2 separate regions of the Mus musculus genome follow, and region 1 is linked to region 2. Evidence: chromatin contacts called from public Hi-C data. All regions are on one chromosome and are shown on one strand. The core of a region is the stretch at or near the end of the contact, and the rest is flanking DNA. Distances in the headings are between cores, read along the strand shown.

What was found. A called contact is a pair of places that touch in the nucleus more often than the background predicts.
Region 1: a contact with region 2 is called in a Hi-C map of Th1 cells, with 2.2 times the contacts expected there. The contact joins the enhancer-like site here to the promoter of A630001G21Rik in region 2. A contact is called at or near these places in 1 of 39 promoter capture datasets (macrophages), 2 of 15 datasets of contacts at CTCF or cohesin (the NIH/3T3 cell line and pro-B cells), 44 of 484 Hi-C or Micro-C datasets (B cells, CD4 T cells, CD8 T cells and 28 more), 14 of 115 datasets of contacts at active chromatin or transcription factors (the 230-238 cell line, CD8 T cells, the HPC-7 cell line and 9 more) and 3 of 9 other capture datasets (adipose tissue, liver and pancreatic islet).

Annotation. Positions count from the first base shown.
Region 1 is chr1:85,702,056-85,704,857 of GRCm38.p6, reverse strand. The region is part of intron 17 of Sp100 (nuclear antigen Sp100); the gene reads right to left. Among named protein-coding and RNA genes, the nearest start is that of A630001G21Rik, 33 kb to the left of the region's middle. Within about 2 kb of position 1,432, at least 275 of the 459 cell types and tissues checked have an H3K27ac peak or open chromatin away from gene starts, as enhancers often do. A contact at or near this core is called in the 230-238 cell line, B cells, CD8 T cells and 29 more, where this site is marked.
Region 2 is chr1:85,735,172-85,737,871 of GRCm38.p6, reverse strand. A630001G21Rik (RIKEN cDNA A630001G21 gene) reads left to right here and starts at 1,266. Exons shown (of 6, transcript NM_177055.3): 1 at 1,266-1,400.

The DNA.
Region 1 (2,802 bases), core at 183-2,682, 33 kb after region 2:
GCTTAGAAATCTCTCCAGTCCAAAGTATGTTTCAAATATTTATTTGTGTGTGTGTGTCTGTGCGTTAATATACACATAATATATTACATAGTATGTATATAAATATAATATATATGAATACACAGGCACACACATACATACACATTTACATACACATTCACAAACACCATATATGTATATATGTATGTGTGTGCATTAACACACACACACACACACACACACACACACACACACACACACACACACACTCACACACGCCTACAAAGGCCAGAGGGAGAATCTGAGCCCTTGGACTTGGATTGCAGGAGATAGTAGTCTGGTGTGTCAGTGCTGGGAATTGAACCTGGGTCCTCTGGAAGAGCAGCCAGTGCTCTAAACTACTGATCTATCTCTCCAGCCCATCTCCTCAAAATACTAAGAAGTATTATTGAACAGAGATTTTAGAAGACATTCTGGTATGAAATAAAGTTCATAGAATTGTTGGGCTATGTCAGACTAGAAAAGTTTATATTGTGAAGACAGCAAATTCTGAGAGTGAAATAACAGAAATACTGTTGTAATAACAACAGTAGCAAGAAAGTTGAATTAAAGATAGTCTGATAAATTTATTATTCAGGAAAGCCTGACTCCAAAATATAATGTTGTATCTGGCTTAATTCATTAGCTAATTAATTCTTCATCATCATTATTTTTTTTTAAAGAGGGGCCTCATGTAGCCAGGGCTAGCTTGGGTTCTGGTTCCCCTTCCAAGGTCACGTTTCTAATGTTCAAGGCACGTGGCCAGGGGAACCACCCAGGGCTGAAGATCAGCCTCTGCTATTAGAATGTGGGGATTCCTTGGGCTCTGTCCTGCACCCTTGACTCATTTCATTTGCCCTAATGTTCATAGCTCCTCCCATGACCACCCCACCCCTAGACTTTCAGATCTATATTCTGGCCTTGGTTTGGGCCTGCTACATTCATAACCTGTTCTCTAGGGAATCTGTTTCGTTCTGTAACACTGACTGTTCCTCTTTTACAACGGTTCTCTAGCCTCTAACAGCCTATATGTGAAACCTGGGTGTGAACCCTGGCTCCGCCCACCCCGTGTCGCAGACTCCCAGCCCTCCACCAATCATATGCGAAGCCTGGATGTGACGCTTGGCTCCGCCCACCCCGTGCCTCAGACACAGCCCTCCACCAATCATGCCTATCTCAATTTCTAAGTCTCATCTCATTCTTGAGCTTTTGAAGGGCCTGCTGCTTTCGGGGTGCAGAATTCCTTACGCTTGTCTGGAATCTCCGCTCATCCCTGTACAAGCAAGCTGCCCTCTTCCCCCAACTCTACCCGCACGAGGAAGCCTCCAAACAACGGAAAGGCGCCAAGAGTCCAGTTCTGCATTCTTGGCAGCTGTCGTAACCTCCTCCCCGGATGCTGCCAGCCACCCCAATCCCTGCCTAAGTGCTCGCTCATATCTTGACCATACTTGGGCACAAGCCCAGCTTATCACCCCTCACCTAAAGAGCTATACTTGTCCCCCACCCCCACCTTAACCTGGGCACATGACTTCCTCAGTTCTCGTCATTGGAACTGATGAGCCTGCCTGCCTGGGAGCAGAATCTAATAAACCTGCGTTTATGTGCTTTTAATGTGGTCTGATATGGCCTGTATATCTGTGACACTGACACACACACACACACACACACACACACACACACACACATGAGAGAGAGAGAGAGAGAGAGAGAGAGAGAGAGAGAGAGAGAGAGAGAGAGATTATCTTGATGTGAAAACCCTGATGGGGTCAAAGAAAAAAAATCTAACAATTCATAGGTGAAGTGAATAAAATCATAATTTGTAATTTCTTCTTTCAGAGATTTACTATGACACAAAAACTACCACGTTTGGGGGCACATATCTCCATCTATCTTGGAGTAGTCCTTGCTTTTTATAATGGCAGGTGTTGTGACTATTTTCAGGTCGTTGGGCCAAGGTTTCTGATTCATCATCCTGTTAAAAACACTTCAAGCGAGTCCCGAGAAAGAGCAGCACCCAGACAAATCCACATGGGGTTCCATTGTCTAGAGTCCTTGGGAGGCCTGAGGTTTGCCTCTTTAATGTGGGCAAGGAATCCAGGCCATGACACTCACTGTACCACTGAGGTACACCACCATGCACCCTAGCCCCCCTTTATAGTGGTCATCCATCCATGGTGCTGGGGTTTGAACCCAGGCCACCTGATGTGCTAGACAAGTACTCTACCACCAGGCAAACACCTTACCACTAAGAGCATAGGCTCTTGTCCCTTTAGTTTTTTATTTTAACTCTACGTGTACAGATGTTTTTCTTACATGTATGTCTGTATACCACCTGTGAGCCTGGGGCCCTCAGAAGTCAGAAGAAATTTGATTCCCTGGAATTAGAATTACAGGTGGCTGTGAGCCACCATGTGGGTGCTGGGTTTCAAACCCAGGTCCTTGGAAGGGCACTAAGTGCTCTTAACCGCTGAGCGATTTTTCCATCCCTGACCCCCCTTTTAAACAAGCAATTTGTTCTCTTATTTAGTAATAGTCTTCAACATGCTATAGACTAAAATCCACTCGTGGAACGAGAAATAAATTCAAGGTTCAAGAGTGTCGTTCCAGGGCAGAATGTTTAGCCTGACATGAATGAGGCCCTAGGTTTGATCCTTAACACAGAGGAAGAAGACCCACATCTCAGACCCCATCACCAGCAATTTCAGTTCACTGAGCTGGATGCTTGGATAGTCTGAGGGGTTCTAATGCACGGTCATCAGGTGAGACCTGTGTATCTGAAGCTGT
Region 2 (2,700 bases), core at 17-2,516:
TTAGTCTCTGCAAGACTGGAGGGGATCAAGAGGAAGGGTTGGGCTTAGAAAAGGCTTTTTTTTTTTTTTTTTAATACTTCTGGTAAGGCTGCCCCTACCGCCCCCAGCACAGCTGTGGCCAGTTTGTTCCATGCCAGCCAACTAAGCAGCTAAGACATATCATTGCTGTAATGTGCCTGCCAGTTATTGATGCAGAAAAAACGACTCCCCTCAGAGCAGGGCCATGCTGACCACATACTCTGTTATGTTCTGTACGTTAAGAGGTTTGCTAATCTTAAGATATTCCACAACTATAAGCTTCAGGTAGGACTCATCAAATTAAAGGTCAATACGAACTGTTATGTCTAAAATGGTTTGAGTCAGGGCTGACTACTGGGCAGCACTTCTAGGTCCTGCCTGTGAACTCATTGTGGGTTTTGCAGTTTTATTTGTTATAAGTCTCTCCTGAGAAATGTCCAGTGTGTATCTTTGAGCTGTCGTCCTGGCGGATGAGTCTTGTGTTCAATAAGCCATCCCTGTTTAACTGAGATAGGTGTTTCTGTGGTTTGTGGGGCGACTCCTGGACCCCAACAACTTGCTCCATTGTAATTTTATATTAGTACTCTCTAGAGTACTCTTGCATGGTGATCACTTACTGGGGAATATTTTGGTGATAGCTCCACGAAGTCTGACATTTCTGGGTGTGGTGATTTGAATGAAAATGTCCCTCTCTCACGGTCTTAGGTGGTTGGGTGTGAGGTTTCCAGTCTAAGGTGCTGTTTGGGGGAGGATTAGACATGGTGTACCTTGAGGAAGTACATCTCGGAGTTTTGAGGTTTCGAAGGCACACACCGTTTCCAGTCCCCCACCCCCATTCCTGCAGTAAGAGATTCGAGCTCCGTTGTTCCTGTACCGTGACTGCGGCTGATTGTTTCTATTCTCTGCCATGTTGGACTTTTACCCCTCTGGAACTGTAAAAGCCCAAATAAACTCTCCTTTACGATGCCTTGAGTGTGGTATTTTATCAGAGCAGCAGAAGAGTAACTGCTACAGGTCCCACCTTCAAAATATTTCATTATGTGTAAAGCAAATATCATCAAATCTCCAAAAGCTGGAAAGCTAAATATGATTATGGTCCAAGTGGTTTCAGGCTGAAGGCCTCTCAACCTGTATTTCTAAAGGTGCAGTAACCAAGTGCTACCACCAGAGGTCAGGATAGACTTTGCAGAGACCCGAGAGAGGGAACGTGGTACAGGGAGACACAGAGGAAGTGAATGCAAATTTCACTAAAGTTTTCCCTAAACCCACCCCAGATCGAGGTCCTAGCTTTCGCTCTGCTTTCTGTACTTGCTACTGACCACAATTGACGCCCGCCGTGAGGAAGGCTGAAGGTGTCCCCTGCGGACTCCCCCAGACCCAAGGTAGCTAACTGGGGAGGAGGTGGAAGGGTGTTTGGGATGAAGTGAGGGAGAGGAGGGAGGGAGGCCTTGACTCCCAGAGGACTCCTTAAATGAGTCTATGAAATAGCCCGATACCAGACAGATTAATGCACCACAGAGAGCAAACTTATTAACGAACAAGAGAGGTGCTTAAGCATTCTTTTGGAAGGGGAAGGGGTGTTAGGCAGCCTGTGAAGTGTTTTAGGTGAAAACAAACAGATAGAATGGATGGTGGCTTGAGACAGAGTTTCTCTGAGAGAGCTGACTTCTAGCTTCCTCTCCTGGCATGAGACAATCACTCTTCTATGGAACTCTCAGGGAAGCACTGCTGTAAGGGAATTCTCTCAAAAGACCTGCCTTTAGGCAGAAGAGGGCTTTCAGAGAAAGTCTCCAACACGTGCTGTTTCTCCTTGCTCATCTCAAGGGTTCCAAAGTGGTACACTTGGGCTGCTATGTCCTGTACTCCTTCCTGTAAGAGGGTCAGGACCGGAGCCATTTACGGACCAGCCTCAGGGGAGCACCCAGCCTGAGGTCATATCCTTCAGGGAGGGAAGGGGTGGAGTCTGCCCCCAGGGGGCCACTGCTGATTTCCCCTTAGTGCCCTGCGCTGCTCCTCCTGGGGTAGGGTTGTGGTTGGCGGGGGTGGGGGTAAGGCTAGGAGGTGGGGGTGGGGGGCAAGCAGAGGAGGTGCCACTTGCTAGCCCCTGAAGCTGTCTATATGTGTTTGCTCATTTTTATCGCACCGGCAGTGTGGTTTGGGATGGACCAACTACCGTTCAGGAAAGGACATTAGCAAGTTCCTGCTTCTAGAGGAAGAGCTAAGGGCTAGGATGAAGGCTTAGCACTTCTTTGTCCAAGTTTAATTCCTGGTTTCGTTTTTCTGTTAAAAATCGTTAAATTTCAAAAGTGTACTCAGACCCTGACTTTCCAGTTCAGCCCTGCCCACATCCAGTCGTGGCCTAATCGAGGGAGGAGGGCAGGGACCCCGGAAATCTTTCTTTGCCAATACCCAGCATTGTTTTGGAGAGACTGATTCTTGGTAGAAGCTATAATCCAGCAGAATAGAAAGCTGGGGTGATCTGCCAAGCCTTTGCTCCGACTGGGTCCCATTTTGCCTTTGTCCAGCTATGTCAACACTATCCAAAACAATTACTGATTCAACAACCACTATAGAATTTCCAACAGCCCTTCCCACCATATTCTAATAGTTTGGGCTTTTCCGGCCCACAAAAATGGAGATGCTGAACCTCAGAGTCGTACGGTACTGTAGGGGCCCCTGAAG